4 separate regions of the Mus musculus genome follow, and regions 1, 3 and 4 are each linked to region 2. The links are chromatin contacts, called in public promoter capture Hi-C maps. All regions are on one chromosome and are shown on one strand. Each heading gives the region's core, a stretch centred on a gene start, on an enhancer-like site or on the middle of the called end of the contact. The rest is flanking DNA. Distances are from core to core; before and after follow the strand shown.

Evidence for each region. Promoter capture Hi-C pulls out the DNA fragments that hold promoters and counts their contacts.
Region 1: a contact with region 2 is called in a promoter capture Hi-C map of pre-B cells. The contact joins the promoter of Pdlim5 here to the promoter of Stpg2 in region 2. A contact is called at or near these places in 2 of 39 promoter capture datasets (cranial neural crest and pre-B cells).
Region 3: a promoter capture Hi-C map of pre-B cells shows a contact between it and region 2, with 6 times the contacts expected there. The contact joins the promoter of Kyat3 here to the promoter of Stpg2 in region 2. A contact is called at or near these places in 3 of 39 promoter capture datasets (cranial neural crest, hippocampal neurons and pre-B cells).
Region 4: a promoter capture Hi-C map of pre-B cells shows a contact between it and region 2, with 4 times the contacts expected there. The contact joins the promoter of Cenpe here to the promoter of Stpg2 in region 2. A contact is called at or near these places in 1 of 39 promoter capture datasets (pre-B cells) and 2 of 484 Hi-C or Micro-C datasets (CD4 T cells and uterus).

Annotation. Positions count from the first base shown.
Region 1 is chr3:142,394,425-142,397,124 of GRCm38.p6, forward strand. Pdlim5 (PDZ and LIM domain 5) reads right to left here and starts at 1,272. Exons shown (of 13, transcript NM_019808.3): 1 at 1,162-1,272.
Region 2 is chr3:139,204,523-139,207,222 of GRCm38.p6, forward strand. It overlaps Stpg2 (sperm tail PG rich repeat containing 2), which reads left to right and starts at 1,371. Exons shown (of 14, transcript NM_198659.2): 1 at 1,371-1,485. The coding sequence starts at 1,377.
Region 3 is chr3:142,699,622-142,702,321 of GRCm38.p6, forward strand. Kyat3 (kynurenine aminotransferase 3) reads left to right here and starts at 1,427. Exons shown (of 14, transcript NM_001293560.1): 1 at 1,427-1,554.
Region 4 is chr3:135,211,257-135,213,956 of GRCm38.p6, forward strand. Cenpe (centromere protein E) reads left to right here and starts at 1,307. Exons shown (of 46, transcript NM_173762.4): 1 at 1,307-1,458. The coding sequence starts at 1,403.

The sequences.
Region 1 (2,700 bases), core at 22-2,521, 3.2 Mb after region 2:
CAACGGCAATATTTTTATTGGCTTTTTCCAAGTCTCCCCCATGTGGTTATTAGTGCCCAAATGCTAAAATACCAACCAAGCAGGCAGGAAATAACAGCTTATTCTGCTTTCAAACATGTAAAAACGTTGGAATTTCTGTAGAGCTTTGGATTTTCTTTTAGGGACAGCATAAATAATACCTTCCATCTACTGCTAGTGAGGGAGGCTAAAAGTGGTTTCCCACACTTGTGTGCGAGTTTCCTTGGTGTGCGTAACCGGGAGAGACCTACAAGTGAGGAGCCCTTCAATTAAGACAACCTAGAGATTCTTTCTCCCCTTCCTGAGATAGAATGGTGGGAGGACTAAAGCACTAAGGCTGAGGGATGAGACGTTTCCCAGCTTGGGTTCACGCCTAGCCCTGTTGGCCAAATAAGGTTCCCCAGCTAGCAGTTTCCGTAGCAGGCGGGTTCAGACGTCCTCGGGTCAAGAAGGCGGACCTGGGATAGGATCTGGCGATCACACCCTAGACCTGCCCAGCCCAGTCACGAATTTTCTTTCCAAGTTCTGCCCAGTCCATACGCCCTTCCTCTTTCCACTCATTGTCAAACGGGGCTGAAGCTCAGTCTGACCCAAGCCCCAAGTATACACCAGTTTCATAAAAACTGGCGACCGCGACTGATCTAAGTGGGCTTTCCTTCTGGACGCACCGACGTGTAACCCTCACAGGTTACACAACTGCACATATTTCAGGGAGGGGGAAATACACGCTTCTCCGTAGCCTGGGAGCCAGCAAACAAAACTGCGCCGCTTTCCCGTGCAGGCGCACACTCTCGGCTCGCCGGAGCTTCCCTGGGGGCTGGCGCGCCCCAGGCCGAGGTGCTGCCCTTCGCCGCCTGCCCTCCGGCTCGGCGGGCGCCCCCTGGTGCGCCCGGCTCTCCGGAGCGCCGGTCCCCGAGAGCCCCGGCTCCGGGCGCTCAGTCCCGCCGCGCGCCGCCCTGCCCCGGGCGCTTCTCACACCTCGGCGCGCACCGGGAGCACCTGAGGAGCAGCGGCTCCCGGGGACACGCTCGCCCCGTCCTCCTCTCGTCCCGCGCCCCTCCACGCGCCGCACCCCGTCACCCGCTTCTCCTCCTGTTCCCTCGCGGACCAGGACGTGCTCCTCCGCCTCCCGCGGCCACTCACCTCCTGACCGGCGCGGCGCACCCTCCGCCTCAGACCAGCGCTGACAAGTGGCTCGCGGTGCCTGCGCCGTCCCTCTCAAGCCGGTGGGGAACTTCCGCCTCCGCGCTCGCCCCGCCTCGCCCCAAGGCTGGCCACGCCCCTCCCCTAATGGTCACGCCCCCATGGTCCGGGCTGGGCGGGGCCACGTCGCTCAGGGCTTAGAAGGCAGTGGAGTCTCCCTGTTGTGCTCTGTGACTTGCTGGGACCGGCTGCCGCCGCCACAAAAAACAATTGCCCCTGTGGAGTTTCGGTGGGCGTAGTCTCCGGGGTGTAGTCTTGGACTGGTACCTGGCAAAGATCTAGCCTTCCGCTTCTCTGTTTTGTATTTCGGCGTTTTTCACTCTGCAGAAACTTGAATTGACCCGCAGTTGGTCTGGCTGAAAATAGAAAAGGGCTTTAGCTAAATCTCTGCCGGTGCAAGTTCAGCGACTACCGCCTGCTTTTGTGAAAGACCTCTGTATACTCTCGAGAAGTGCAAACTCTGAAGTTTGCTTGTCAGGAAGGTGAAAATCGCTAACCCTAATATGCAGAAGTTAAATCTGTCGTCAAGCTAAAGGACAGCCATACAAAGCAGTGGCCAAAAGTGATTCAGCCACTGTATCCTCAGCTTATTTTTCTAATTCCAAATTAACAGCACATTTACCTACTTCTGTAAAGTTGTTTGGTTTTGCCCAGAGAATTTATTCACAAGCAAACGTTAGTAATGTTTAACGAATACTCGAAAAGAAACTTTTAAAATATTAAAAGCACAAGTGTTAACCAAGTGGTGTATCAAACAAAAATAAACCTCAACCGAAGTCCCTGAGTCTGGAGTCTGCTCTAGAGGTACAAGCAAACTCCTAAAGTAGGTTCAAAGTTGTTCAAATAGTAGCCACTGGCCACATATGTCTATTTAACTCATTGTAAAAATGTTTTATATCATTGTTATGAATCTAAATTTATACATGAGTAGGATAGGATTTCCATTAAATAGAAGCTTCAGTAGGACTACATTTCACTGTACAGTTGGATGTTTAGTGGCCAAGTTGACATATATGGACCAGGTTTTTAAAATGTTATAAATTTAAAAAATAGGTATGTTGATTATATGTTGATATTATCTGCCTATTTAAAACATTATTACAACTTATTTTCATTTTTTAATGTATATACTAGAAAGTTTAACATGGATGTGACTTGCATATTTTGTTGGCCAGTTGTTGATTGTATTACATTCTAAAAGGAAAACTAGTTTGCAGGGAAGAATTTTTCTAATGTGGGATTTGTCTAGTGTGTTTTAGGGTTCTGTTTCATAGATCATTCCAAAGTAAATGGTTAAGAATGGTTACATGTAAACAGATATCCCCTGCAAAGCAAAGAGTCAGCCTTACAGTTGCCTTCATAGGATGAATACCAGCCTTAGTCACAATGTTTACAAATGAAAGTTGCAACAGATTCTATAACACATGATAGACAGTTCCACTTGTGACAAGTCACTTGCCTGTGTTACCTTATAACGTT
Region 2 (2,700 bases), core at 121-2,620:
ATGCCACAATTAATTCAGAACTAAGTAGCAAACTAAGAATCACAAAATTTAAATATATTTAAGTTTGTATTGGGGACTGAGGCACTCTAGCTCTTTTGTGGGTAAGGCAGGGCCATGGAAGGATTGCCTAAGCCAGTGGTTCTTTACCTGTGGGTCACAACCCCACTGGCAAACTTCTACCTCCAAAAATACTTACATTGTGCTTCCTAACAGTACCAAAGTTATAAAGTAGCAATGAAAATGATTTTATGGTATGGGGCCACTACAAGTTGAGAAACCGTATTAAAGGGTTGCAGCATTCAGAAGGTTGAGAACCACTGGCCTAAGCCTTTAAGGATGTTTAGAAGCTGTGTGGATTTCTTAATGAAAAAAACCAACCAAACACATAGATGGATTCTGATACTCTCCAGCGCCTGTTGCTGAAGATTCAGTGGATCGATGAGGGTGGCTTGGGCTTTTTCGATGCCTTCACCTTACTTTGTAGACAATGTTGCCATTTATCCGTGTCCAACACCAGAAGCAGTTTTTAGCCCTTGCCCTTGACTTGCTTCAGTAGGCAAGCTTTCCCCTTTTCAGATGTTGCCATTTCTTGTCACCCCCCCACCCCCGCCCCCAACCCTCTGCGTTCCCAGCTTTCCTTTAGAAATCTTGATGGCCTGCAGGTCAGATTCAGTAGTGACTTTATTCAGAGGATGCCTTTTTGACAGGAGTGAAGGGGGACTTTGCTGATCCCAAACCCTGTTTTGGGGTCCCGAGCTTTTCTATTCCACCTGTCCCCGCCTCGCTGCCCCGCCCCCCGGGTCTTTCCAGTCACCCTGATTTACAGGGAAGGCAAATCAAAATCAAATTAATTCGCCTCCTTCTAGTGCGTTTCTAGGGCTTTTCTGCGCAGCGAAGGTATTCTGGGACAGGAAGCAGGTGAGTTGAGGCGGAGCTGAGGTGGAGCTGAGGTGCAGCACCGCCCTGCCTAGCGCAGGGAGCTTCGTCAGACTCTACAAGACATCTCCGAGCTCTGAGCGCTCGACCGGAAATGCTCCGAGGCCGGTGCCGGAAGTGCACCTACAGGCCCGAGTCCTTCCGGCCTCTGCCCTTCCAAGGTTTCCGGGAGGCGGGGAGTGGGCGGAGCCAGAGCCGGAAGTTCAGGCGGCTAAGCCCGGTCTCTGGCGTGACCCGTGAGCGCTGAATTGAACGCTGGCGGGCTGGCGGGCGGGTCCTCTGGCTGCTGTCCTCGCCACTTTACCTCTGTGCCGAGGACCCGAGGGAAAGCTGACGCCGCTGAGCCAGTCAGCACGCAGCTCGCACTCTAGTCCCGCGTGTAGGGACGACGCAGGCCGCCTGTCTAGTTTCCGGTCCCGTGGGCCCCGCCCCTCATCACTATGTATGACCGTGCTCCGCGCTGGCTCGACTGTGCCAACCGCGGCAGCACCGAGGAGCACGTGGGGCCTGGGACCTACCAGGTACCTTTTCCTAAGCAGCAGGCCACAGGTAAGATGCTGATGGCCAGCTTGCGGTGACAGACGGCCCGCCTTCAGCCTGCCCTCAGGTTAAACACAAAGTCAAAAAGGACCACTGTTCAGAAATGTAACACGTCGCAGGTAGAGACGATACTAGAACCAGGATTTTGATTCCTTGGCTCTTGACTGTATGACATAACAAGTTTGTGACTGTATGAAACACAATACTTGCTTTTGCACACACTTTAATCAGATTTATTTACCACGATGTAATTGTTTACATTTCTATTCTGTATTATCACTTACAAATTGGATCCCGTCCCCAATCTCCCCCACTCCCCGGAGTGAAGTTATCTGACCATCCCTGGCTTTATACTGAGACCCTCTTTCTACATTCTGTGAAAAGTTATAGCCTTCAGGGGTGGCCTAGGGACTAATAATTGAAGTAGTTAATTGCTTTTCTTCATTTCTCACCCCCCCCCCCCCCCCCAGTTTGTGAATTAGGTCCAACTTTTAATAAATATTTCTAATTCGGTCTCTGCTTTTAAAGTTCTGGTTTTTGTTTTTGTTTGAGTTTAATACCACCCAAATTCTAGTGGTTTCTTTTGTAAACCTGCATTTTTCAGTAGATATAAAATACCTCCTGCCCCCTTAAAGTTCCAGGAGTGAGTACTCTGTTTACATCCCTGCTCCATTATGGTTAGTTTAAGTTTCTCTGGACATGGTAAAATTCTGTTTGCGTTTCAGATCTCAAATTTTACATCTTTTCAGCATCTGTCCTCAGCATTTTTGGTACCTATGCCAAGTACTGTTGAGATGGTATAAGCATGTATTCCCCAGCATCTTGTGTTTACCAGTGACCATCTGTAATGGGCACACCTATGATGCTTTTGCACACCCATAACTTTTTTTTTTGACCTTTATTTTGGTACAGCTGACCACTTTCTTTGTTGCTTTCTGTCTCATTTTTTTTCCTGCTGTTCAGTACCTGACACATGATTCGGTACTGAAGCAAGGAATCATGTTTTATTTTTCTTTTTTTCCCACTAATCATGCACAGCTAAATTTATAAGATACTTAGCTTTACATCTTGTTCTTGTTGCTTTGCTCATTGTACTCTCTTATTCATATCTGTTACTTCAATCACCATTTATATCCAGCCACTCCCAAGTGAAATTCTTTATAGAGATAGAGGTGGTTTATGTCTCTAAGTTTCCCACAGGCTTAAAGTCTGCGTCGTTGTCAG
Region 3 (2,700 bases), core at 177-2,676, 3.5 Mb after region 2:
AACGGTAAAGGCAGCAGTCCACCATGTGGGCAGTGTAATTATATCAGAAACTAGGAACACAGTGGTCATGAAACATACCCTGTGTTTTGAAATAAGAAACTAGCAGCTTACTGTAATGGTTGTATGTGAAAAGGAGAAGAGAGAGAAAGGAAAGGGACACCGAGCAGCCACTTAGCCTCAAAAACCTTGAGAACGAACTGCGATGTTCCCCAATTCAACCTCAGCAATATCAACAGAACACCGACTGCAGATAAAGCCATTCCAGATCGTCATGAGTTTTAGGTCCAAAGGGGAAAACTCCAAGAATCCCGAATATGGACAGACCCGCTGACTGGGTTCAAAATGAAGGCTTGCCTCACCTCAAGCTCCACTGTAGAATTTCAGGGAGAGACAAAAGTTCACCCTCATCCTTAAGGACCTCTGAAACCTTCTGTCTGCCAGGAAAATCCACTTGCCTATTAAGATACAAAGTGCCTACCAAAGCCACAGAGCTCTCAAGCCCTCCTCCCCTTCTATTCTAAACTTCCAGGCTGTTCCAATTCACAGGACAAACACACACACACACACACACACACACACACACACACACACACACACCTGAAGCTGCAGCCACCGGTTTTTCTTTATAACTCGCAAGGTTTTTCCTGCTATTCCCTCTGCTCTGGAGAGACAGCCCTTGCCAGTCTGCCTCTCTGCTCTCTTCCCATAACTGCTTTGGACTTTCCCCAAATCCTCTAGTTATTCTCTCTCTCCTATATCTTAGGTAAACATCTTCTTCCCACCATGGGTCGGTCAGTTCAGCAGCCTGCCTGTGCCCTTGCTTACAATGAGCACCTTTAATGTTCGTAACAAAATACAGAAGCGCTTGGCTCACTGTGGCAAGGTCAGTGCATCCAACCAAATCCGCTTTTGTTCCTTCCTACAGGCGTGAGTACAGCGTTCAGCCGCTCTCGTGAACTACAACACCTCGACTCCTTTAAACGCAAGAGGAAGAAAATCTAACCCCCAAGCTGTGCTCTTAACAGCTTGTCCTCCCGCTTCAGTGTCACTTCCTCCGCCTTTTAGGTCCTGCATCACTTTACAGTTCCGAAGGAAAGATTCCCTCTCCCTCCTCTCTCCCCATCAGAGGGAACACATAGACAACTACACAGGCCGGCCTCTCAAGCATTTTCAAGTCTTTCTCCTAGAACCTGCTTCGAATCCACGCAGCGGAGATTTAAAAACAGTTCTGCTCCAAACAGTCGCACACTTCCACTTTTTCCTGGATACTCAGCCAAGGCCACGCCCTGTCCCCTAGCCTGGGAGCTTCTTGTGCACTCTCACAGGGCGCGCCACGATTGGAGAAATCCGTAACCAATCTGTAGCCTTAGCCCTGATACCGGAGCCAATCCCTGGTCAGAGCCACGAACCGCCTCCACCCCGCCTCCTCTACAATCAGGAGGGTTCCTGCTGCACTCTGCTTCTGGATCCCCGAGTGCATTCCGCCAGGAACCCCGGCGACACCTAGCGACCTCCGGACTAAGGCCAGGGACGCATTGGAACCAGGAGAACGATGTAAGCGGGCGGGACGTAGTGAGCGGTGACTCGGCCCGGGGCATACAGAGTTTGCGGAGCCGGGAGCCAAAGGGAGGTCGGCGGGCAGGAGAAGCGCCCGTACTAGGCACATGGTCGGACCACAGCGGAGACTGTGGGATTTATCTTGGGGTTGACAGGCTTTTCTTTGGAGAAAAGTCCACCCTTGTCCCTTTTACTCTTGATTGTGTAGTCTGGGTGTTTAGAACGCACCTTTGCAAGGGCAATACTGACTTCAGTTCATCCGTGAAAGATGTTTGTGTTTGTTTCTTGAGACAGTCTCTTCTTCTGGAAGTAGTTTTGTGGCAAAGGAACTTTTTAATCCTCCTATCTCCACTCCCACACACCCGACCCACACACCCAGTGCTAAGATTAGAGGTGTGCGCCACCGCTGCTGGTTTTATTCGGTGCCTAGGTTGGAACCCAGAGCTTCATCCCTACTAACTGAGCTACCTCCCTAGCCCAGATAAGGCGAAAGTTCAGGGTTGGAAAAGCAGTTAAACCAGAAGCTTGAGATTATCTTTTCGGAGCTTTGCAAAAGACAAAAGCAGTCTTAATTGGTGGTGTCTGAAGGTCAAGCATTCTTGTAGATCTGAGCCGCTCGCCCCTAAGCACCTCCATTCAGTGTTCCACCTATGGGCTGCTGGGTAGGTAGGTGGCACACGGGAAGCTTGCTCAGGGCTGCAGCCAGCCAGCCTGTAAATCTGTTCAACTTTTGCCTGTGTGCGGTACCCTAATTTCGGCATCAGGTGACCATACCGCTTCCCTTGTGAGAGAATCTCACTTTCACGCGGCCTTAAAGCCCGTTTTGAATGGTGCCTCTTAACTCTTATGCTGATAATGCCTCTTAACACTTATGCTGATAAACTTGACTGTGTTTTTTATTCATGCTTCACCTCTTCATATGGCCTTGAATGCCTCTGTACTTTGAAAGCTAGAACCCTGTTCACCTCGCTCTGTTGCAATTAGCGAACTTTATAAACACTCTAGAACCCGGCTAACAGGTATGGCATGTGGTGAAAATAAAGGGAGCAGTGTTATTTATCAAGAGGCTGTCTCTGATAAATCTTTCTTGAGCTTTTAGGTAACCTGAAGGTTCCTGACGTTTTCAGATTGCTAACACAACTA
Region 4 (2,700 bases), core at 57-2,556, 4.0 Mb before region 2:
AATGAATATCTCTTTTTCTGTACTGTTAGGAATTGAACAGAATGATGCAGGATTCCCCAGCTCCGGCCCCCTTTTCAGTTATTGTGAGACTGATTAAACTGCCCCCATTGGCCTTGAACCATCAAGCACCATCTCTTTCTCATTAGTGTATATTAATTGTACAAGACGTTTCATTTTGTTATGACATTTTCATACCTGAATATTACGTCCTTTTGTCAAATTCACCTCTTCTGCTACCCTCTCAGTCCCTCTCTTTTTCCTTCTAATAATTATCTCTTGATGAACAGCATAGATCATATAGTGGAATACAGTCAATCTTTAATAAATACTGCCTGCTATATAATGTTAGCAAAGACAGTGTGACAAAATCACAGCTGTGAAAATAATACTCTTGCTCTAAAAAATCCCTTCCTTGCCTCTGAGCCTTTAATGACATAACATTTCTTCCCCTTCATAAGTTTGTTCCCTACAGCTAAATATATATTTGCCCACTTTAAAAAAAAAAAAAAAAGTTAAAACAGGGCAGGGAAGATAGCTCAGTGAGTAAAGTCACTGGCTGCCAAGCTAAAGTTGAATCCCTAGAACCTAGTGGTAGGAGAGAACTGACATCCCCAAATTGTCCTTGGTTGCCTCCCTGAGGCTGAAGGTTAAGTCATTGTTGCCTGGAGACACCACATACTTCAGACTTGTCGGGAATTAGAAAATTCCAGCTGTTTCTGAGCTAGAAGCCTCGTCCCTAAGGCGTAGCTTTATTATTTTGGGAGCCTCTTGGATTACTCTAACCAACATGAAAAGAAGTGTTCCATGCCTAGTACTGGGGATTTCTCGGGTAATCCATGCTCTAGTGTGCAGCACTGTCATGTCCCCACAACATTTTCCCAGGTGTCAATGATTCTCTCCCTTACATGAGGCTCTTACACTCACCGTCCAGAGAAATGAAAGTTAAAGAAAAGAAACAACAACGCCTCAAAGCAGTTCCAAAAGAAAAGAAAATCTTCCTTTCCTGGCTGGGCAGTGAGTTCCCATTGGAGGCTTTAAAACAAAACGAAAGCTTTTTTTGGTTTGGTCTAGTCTGGAGTTCTTGTTTGTTTGTTTTTTAAGATTATAATTCTTTTGTTCTGCAGGCGTGACTCTAACACAAAACTTCTCTCCAGCTGAGTTCTGAGGCTCTCAGTTCCGGGATCTCTGAGTCTCCCCCGCCTTCCCCATCCATGGACTCGCCCCGCCTTTCCCCCCGCAACCCCCACTCGCCGCAGCACTTGGACTGTCCCGTGACGTCATGACGCTGCGCCACCCAATCCGCTGCAACCTTGAGGACATTTTAAACTTAAAGGCGGGGCGGCCCGGGAGCTCGGTCGGCGCCGTTGCTCTCCTTCGTTTCCCTTAGTCTGCAGCGGACAGGATGGCCGAGGAGGCTTCAGTGGCTGTCTGTGTTCGTGTGCGACCCCTCAACAGCAGGTAGGCGGCCTGGGGCGGCGTGGGGACCTGCGTCCCAGCCCGCGCTGCCCCGAGTCACACCGACACCCGGGTGCAGGACTCCGTTTCCCCGAAAACACGGTCCGACTGCGCGTAGTTCTGCTCAGGGGACACTGCCGTCCTCGCCTGATGGACGGAGACAGTGAATGTTCAGTAGTGGGAAAAGGTCGGGAATGCCAGAAAGAAAAGACAAGAGGGGGTTGATGAAGTCTACTGGGTTTGCTGGCTTCTGGCCTTCAGCTAGAGATGCTAAAGCTTGAGAAATTGGTATTAAACGGGTGGTCGATAGGCGAGATTCTCAAAATTGATTATTTCTTGCATTTAAGTTCCTTCCCTAATTTGGGAAAAAGCTGGCTCCTAGTTAGCATTAGCTGTTGACTTGACAGCCAGCTATATCTAAGGGAGTCTCCATTGGAGGACTACCTGGATGAAGTTGGCCAGTGGGCATGTCCTTGTGGTGGAATCTTAGTTCCTGGTTGATATGGGCAGTGCTTAGGCCAGTCTGGGTGGTTCCATTCTTACTCATGGAACTCAAGGCTGTGTAAGACAGCTACGTAGGCAAAACCCAGAGAGAGCAAGACAATAAACAATGTGCTTCATGAATTCTGCCTCCACTCCTGCTTGCGACCCTGCCCTGACTTTCCCTGGGGCTGGAAGTGTAGGCTGATATAAACCTTCTCCGTTCCAAGTTGCTTTTGATATAAACCTTTTCCACTCCAAGTTGCTTTTGGTCATGATATTTTATCACAGCAGCACAAAGCAAACTAAAACAGTATATCTATAGACATAAGCCGTTAACGATACACAGAAAAAAAAAAGAAAAACAAAACAAAACTGTGCAGAATGTTGAAAGAGCCACTGGGCCTTCAGAGACATGGGGTACCTGGTGTCAGGAAAACGCTAACACTACAGAATAGGTGGTTCATTGATGGATAGATCACAGAGATTCAACTTCCAGATTGCTTGACTGATGTGGTGTTTGGTACGAATAGGAATTTAGAGGAAGGTGGCACTGAAGAGATTAGTGGTGTCTGTCATGGTGGCACAGGCCTTTAACCCCAGCACTCAGAAGACAGAGGGAGGTGTATCTTAGTTGTAGACCAGCCTGGGCTACCTAGTGAGTTCCAGGCCAACAAGGTGAGACAATGTCTCAAAGTAAAGAACAGAAAGAGATTAGTGACATAGTTCAGGGGATTTAGGGCATGTCAAGTATTCCGGAAGATT